Linked DNA regions of Pan troglodytes: region 1 is linked to region 2. The links are chromatin contacts, called in public Hi-C maps. All regions are on one chromosome and are shown on one strand. The core of a region is the stretch at or near the end of the contact, and the rest is flanking DNA. Distances in the headings are between cores, read along the strand shown. Region 1 holds the start of NKX3-2 (NK3 homeobox 2). Region 2 overlaps LOC104005986 (a long non-coding RNA gene).

Region 1 (2,846 bases), core at 10-2,509, 300 kb after region 2:
GGATGAACTAAAGACCCAATCCGGGATCCTCGGCCTAGGGCTGCTCTCCCAGACCTGGGGTCTGAGAAAGCCAAACCAGCCCTTTCCCCAAAGCTCTAGTTCTGCAGATTCTCAGCTCTGGCCCACTCGGAGGTGTTCTTCACCACCTATCCACCTACTGTGGGGCCCGGCCCTGGGACCTTGAACTGGCAGGTCTCTGGTCCAGAGCTAGGTCACTGGCTACCTGAGGTCTCTGAACCCCTCACTTTTCCGCTTCCCTGATTTTGGGGATTTGGGGACAGACACGGCAGAAAGCACTGGCGACGAACTCAAAGACTCCCGAACGCAAGGGGCAGCGGTTCTCCCAACCCAGTCTAATGCACATTGGCCCAGGATGTCTCAGGCCTCACCCCAGGACGCAGGGCTCTGAGGAGCTACTCCGGTCTCTCGCGGGCTCAGTTCCCGAAGTGATAGAGCAGCTCGCGCCAGAGCGCAGAACTTCGGGATTTGGCCAGCCTCCGAGCCCCAGGGCGCAGGGTGCTCAAGCCGACCACCCCACTCGGCGTGGTTGCCCTCCGCGTCCATCCCCTCAGCCCGGCCCCCATCCCCGCGAAGCCGCAGCAGACCTGAGACGCTGGCGGACATCTCGCTGTCGCTCCGGCCCGCGGCTTCCTCCTCTAGGTCTTTGGAAGCGGCCAGCTCACAGACCGGCTGGCCGAGGCTTAAGGATCCCCCCGCGAGGCCGGCCCCGCTGGCCCCCCGCGCGTCCGCGTAGCGCCGCCTGCTCTCGTTCTCCTCGCTGAGCGCGGAGTCCGAGTCCCAGCCTTCTGGGCTCTCCGCAGTCCGCCCCGCAGCTGTTCTGGTACCGGCAGGAGACGCCAGCAGAGAGTCCTCGGCGCCCCCCAACGCGCCCGCGTCCCTCTCCCCAAAGAGCCGCCAACAGCAGACAGCGGGAGCCGCGGCCATCGATGCCGCTGTGCCCCCGGGCGCCGGGCGCCCCTCTGGCGCGGCCAGCCCGCCGCGCTCCTCTTTCTTGTTGAGGATCGCCTGGATGGAGAAGGGCGTCAAGGTGTTGGCGCCGCGCACAGCCATCTGCGCCGCGGGCCTGAGCGGCCGGCGGGGCGGGCAGCTGGGGCGCCGAGCAGCTCCGAGCGGGACAGAGAGCGCCGGCGGCCGCAGCGCGAGTGAGCTGGGTGTGCGAGGCCGCCGCCGCCCACTGCTGCGCGGCCCAGCAGCCCCCGCCCCACTCCGTCCCAGGATCTGCGCCGACCCTCGCCCCCACCTTAGAGGCCCACCCCGCCCGGAGACCCCCTCCCCCCGAATCCAGAGCCAGACGCTCTCCTTTCGCAGCTCAGCTGGATTATCTCATCGCTTCTCGCCCTTAGGGGCGGGCTGGGGTCTGCCCCCTCGGGGGACGTGAAGGAGGATTGGCGGGGGCCCCTCCGTGGCAGCAGTCCCCTCCCGAGCGCCGCCGGGGCGCACGGCCCGAGTCACTTTTTCTTTGCGCGTCTGTCCCTTCCTCGCCTGCAGGATTTCGCTCCTGGCCCGTCCTCCCCTTCCCTGCTGGGCAGGCTCTTCCGGAGCCCACCCCCGGCGGCGGCGGCGGCAGCCGCGGCCGCGGCCGCTGGATTCCGAGAGGCGCGGGGCACCTTTTTACCCCCTGCCCTGGTTTTATCTGTTTCTTTTCTCTTTCCTTCCCTTGCGTTCCACTGTACCACCCCCCTCCCGCCCGGGTGTCATTCCTCACTGCTGAGTGACAGCCTGAGGCCACACCCCTCCACTGGGCTGTCCCGGGCGCTCCCGGCCGTCCATTGGCTGGCTCCAGTTGGGCGACGTTGACTTTAACAGACAAAACTGGGCACGTTGCGCCGCTAAAGACAGGGTCTGACTTAACCCCTTCTCTCCTAAGCCTGGTCCTCGAAGCACCCTCCAGCAACAAGGAGGCTCATCCGCCCCAAACCACGTTTCTTACCTCTGCAGATGTATCCACTTATTCCAGCGCTTTAACAGAACACTGATACTAAGTTGAGTCAAATCTGCGGAGAAAATCCAAGATAATGCAGTTCCATAAATCATGCTCGTAGTTTCTGTTCTCTAGGAAGGATTATAAACACGAAGAACAAAATGCATCTTTTTTTTTCTCCCTACAGTTTCGCCGCTTCTTCATTGCTAATGCTCTTTGCTGAAATGATCAGTTAATTAAGATCACTCTAGAAATATTTTTCTTTCCTCGTCGTCTTTGATTTGATTCGATTTTTATAGAGGAATTAGAAAAAAATGGTATAGTTAGAACTAAAGTCAGGAGAAGAATTGAAAGGCATCTTTGGGAGAATTTATGTAAATTTTATGGTCGTTTCCCTGGCAGACCAATATTGAATTTAATTGGAGTTTGTTAAGTTTTGCATCAGGAAGAAAAAAAACCTTTCAATTTGTTTTTTAAAAATATCTCTTACTTGTGAGTTGAATAAAATTATAAATAGATATGTTTGTTTGCTTAGAAGTATACCTAGGAATTACCATAAAGTGATCCAGAAGTGACAACACTTTTTGCTCTTTAAAAAATAAGAAATGCATTGTATTATGTAATAGTAGGAACCAAGCTAAGAAACACAAATATTGTGGGTATATAAAAACATTTTTAAATGTGTTATTCCTTTTTTAATATAAAATTTGCTCAATTAACGTACTTCACTGTTTTCCATAAACTTTACCAGAGAGTTAACACCAAATACACAAACTTGAACCATTAAATACATTTAAAGGACTATGATTTTAATTTATTAAATTGCTAGGATTGGTAGTTTTGGTGTCATTAAAATAAATAGCATCTCCCCTTGTTGCTTTCTTTTTGGTTGTTCTTTTTCTGC
Region 2 (2,833 bases), core at 211-2,710:
CTTGATAAAATTCTTTTAATAAGTCAATGGCAAGACTTGCACCATTAATCTTTCTATTCCTAATTCTTAACATAGTACCATGGCATACAGTAAACACTCAAATTACATCTAAAACACAAAAGAAAGAGAGAGGAAGGAAGGAAGACAGAAAAGAAAATGGGAAGGGAGGGGAGGGGAGGGGAGGGAAGGGAAGGGAATTGAAGGGAAGGGAAGGGAAGGGAAGGGAAGGGAAGGGAAGGGAAGGGAAGGGAAGGGAAAAGAAAGGAAAGGAAAGGAGAGAAGCCTGTTACCCAAGCTCACCTCTGAGTTCTTCCCTTCATTTCCACTCTCTGCCTGGGTCAGTAACACTACTTGTTCTTTGTGCAATTCCTTAACTTTGGGGTTCTCTGGATGAAGATGCTGAAGGCATATTTGTAGTACATGGCAAAAAATTTTCCTATATTCTCCCATTAAGAGCATCAGTAAATTAGATTAGTGGTTTTGACATTTTTCTGCCTGCTTGTTGACCTAATCCTCTAAATAGAGCCTCTATATTCCTTTCTCATGGCCCATCTCAGTGTTTATAAGGTGGTAGAAGTTGTGGGACTTACCTGTCGCTGGGCCAAGGTCAGAAAGAGCAAAGCACAGCTTTATTAGACCTTGGAAAAGTTCCCAATAGGAGGCTCCTTCTCACATACATAGGTTGTAACTGGTAAAATATCCTGTAGCAGCTTCTAACTCCACTGAAAAGGCAGACCACGGCCAGTAACCCTCACCTAATATATCAATGTAAATCTTATTTCTATCACCTTTTATTCCTTACTCCTTTCTGTGCCCAAGCTGTATGAGGTCACTAGGAAATTGTTTGAGTTTCCTTCCCCCAGGATGGAAGAACTCACTTCACATTGCTTTTTTTTTTTTTTTTTTTTTTTTTTTTTTGCTACTTAGATTCACTACCAGGTGGGGATTAAAAGTTTTATGTCAATGTTATGGCAGTATCGGAGGCTTCTAGAACCTGAGGTACCTTAAGAAGTTATTTGTCTGGGTTTCTCATTACAGTGGAGGACACAGAGGGTGTACAAGAGAATAAGTCCTCTGTTGTCATTAAGCAGAAGTAAACTGGCTAAAGAAGTACTCTGAAAACTGCTCCCCACATGGTTTTCCTCACTCTGGCACCAGAATCTTAACTGAAATAGACAGTTCTGTTCAAGCAGCTCAGGTGTCTCTAAAGAGCAATGCCTGGAGGGGTCTTAAACTCAGGATTTTATAATAACAGTTAATTTTAAAAGATTGACTTCCATGCTTTACGTTGAAAACTAGCTACAATTCTCTCCATTGACAATCTAAGCTTGTATCCATTAAAAAAACAATCAATTTTAGTTCTTCCTTGCTAAGAAATGTTAGAAAGTTTCTAGCTGGACAGAGTAAAAAAGACTCCCAGCTCTGGTCCACTCTGGATTTTTTGTCTTCCTCCAGGCTATGTTAATCCTCTTAGGGCCTCACATTGTTCTCTTCTCTCGCGATCTGCCACTTCCTTTCCTGAGTCAAGGTCATATTTTCAGCTTCAGCTTGTGCTTTTCTCTAAGCTTTTTTGCTGTGGTAATAAAAGGCTAGTTTTATATTTGACAACTTTTTGTAAAATGGTCAACTGAGGGAGGTCTAACATACAAATGGATTTGCTCCATTGGCTGGAAGCAGGGTGACTTGATATTTCCTGTATAATGTTAATAAGCATTTGCCTTGTGTGGAGCAAGTCAGAATTTTTCCTATTTAACTATTTCATGCCTCTGCTCCCTGGGCTACATTAGCAGGGAGGAATGAGTCCTTGGGGAGCGGTTAGTACAATAGGTCTTCATTTCTAATATAGCTTGACCAGTTGCAATAAGGCTCCAGAAAAAAATTTGCCTAAATTAAAAGAATGATTTCTCCTGGACAGAGATCTAAATCCCAGTCTAATGAGGCTGAGTTCCTTTGAAGAACATTTAATCTGGGTAAGGATATTAACTCCTTACACAAAAGACACTCAGCTAAATAGTTTACAATATTATTTCATTTAATTCTCACAACATCACAATGAGATAGACATTATTATTATTACAAATAAAGATTCTAAGGCTTAAAGAGATTAAGCTGTGCAATACTACACATATGTTAAGTGGCAGAATTAATTCCCTATACACATGTGGTTCTACAGGGAAAACTTAGCATTTAACCATTGTACAAAAATTGTGAGGCACCCATAGGCATGGATAGTGCTGAATCTCTATATTGCAATGGAAAACAAACCTATGCTTTAAATGCAAGTCAGGGTATTTAGAACACACTGGCAGTTTCTGGACTGCCAGTTTAGGTGCCGTCCTCTTAGAACTGGCTAGTAATCTCTTAAATACTTCCAAATTTGATATCTCTGAGCTATTTATCTTCAGTCTTTCAAAGTCTCAACACTTTTGCAAGCTTACCTCTTGATGAGGGTAGAGATGAAAGTAGAATGTGTTAGACACCAGGGTTTATCTGTAAAGGGGAAGGAGAGGTTACGACTTGGGTGATTAAGTGGGGGTAGGGGGTGTATCCTGATGAAAGAAAATCGTGTCAGAAAACTCAGCTGGATGTCTTCAAGATCTGAAGACACAAACATGTGAACCACTTTGCCTTTTACAAATTCCTTTTGCTTAAACCCATCTTGGCTTCCTATTTTCTACTCTCTAATTATTCTCAGTCCCAACTCATTACACTTTTCATACGGGATTCCATACTTCAGACTTATTTTATTCTGATTTTTTCTGGGCAGTGTTCCGTGTATGCCTATTAAATCTAGTTGAATTTTAGCATTGATGAAGTAGTTTAGTCCCATACT

Evidence for each region. A called contact is a pair of places that touch in the nucleus more often than the background predicts.
Region 1: a contact with region 2 is called in a Hi-C map of stem cell-derived neural progenitor cells, with 1.9 times the contacts expected there. The contact joins the promoter of NKX3-2 here to the enhancer-like site in region 2. A contact is called at or near these places in 2 of 7 Hi-C or Micro-C datasets (induced pluripotent stem cells and stem cell-derived neural progenitor cells) and 1 of 1 datasets of contacts at active chromatin or transcription factors (stem cell-derived excitatory neurons).

The regions. Positions count from the first base shown.
Region 1 is chr3:14,015,607-14,018,452 of NHGRI_mPanTro3-v2.0_pri, forward strand. NKX3-2 (NK3 homeobox 2) reads right to left here and starts at 1,260. Exons shown (of 2, transcript XM_003954369.5): 1 at 606-1,260. The coding sequence starts at 1,071.
Region 2 is chr3:13,714,776-13,717,608 of NHGRI_mPanTro3-v2.0_pri, forward strand. LOC104005986 (a long non-coding RNA gene) reads right to left here. Exons shown (of 7, transcript XR_008547441.2): 2 at 2,439-2,490. Among named protein-coding and RNA genes, the nearest start is that of RAB28, 240 kb to the right of the region's middle. Within about 2 kb of position 1,461, at least 2 of the 24 cell types and tissues checked have an H3K27ac peak or open chromatin away from gene starts, as enhancers often do. A contact at or near this core is called in stem cell-derived neural progenitor cells, where this site is marked.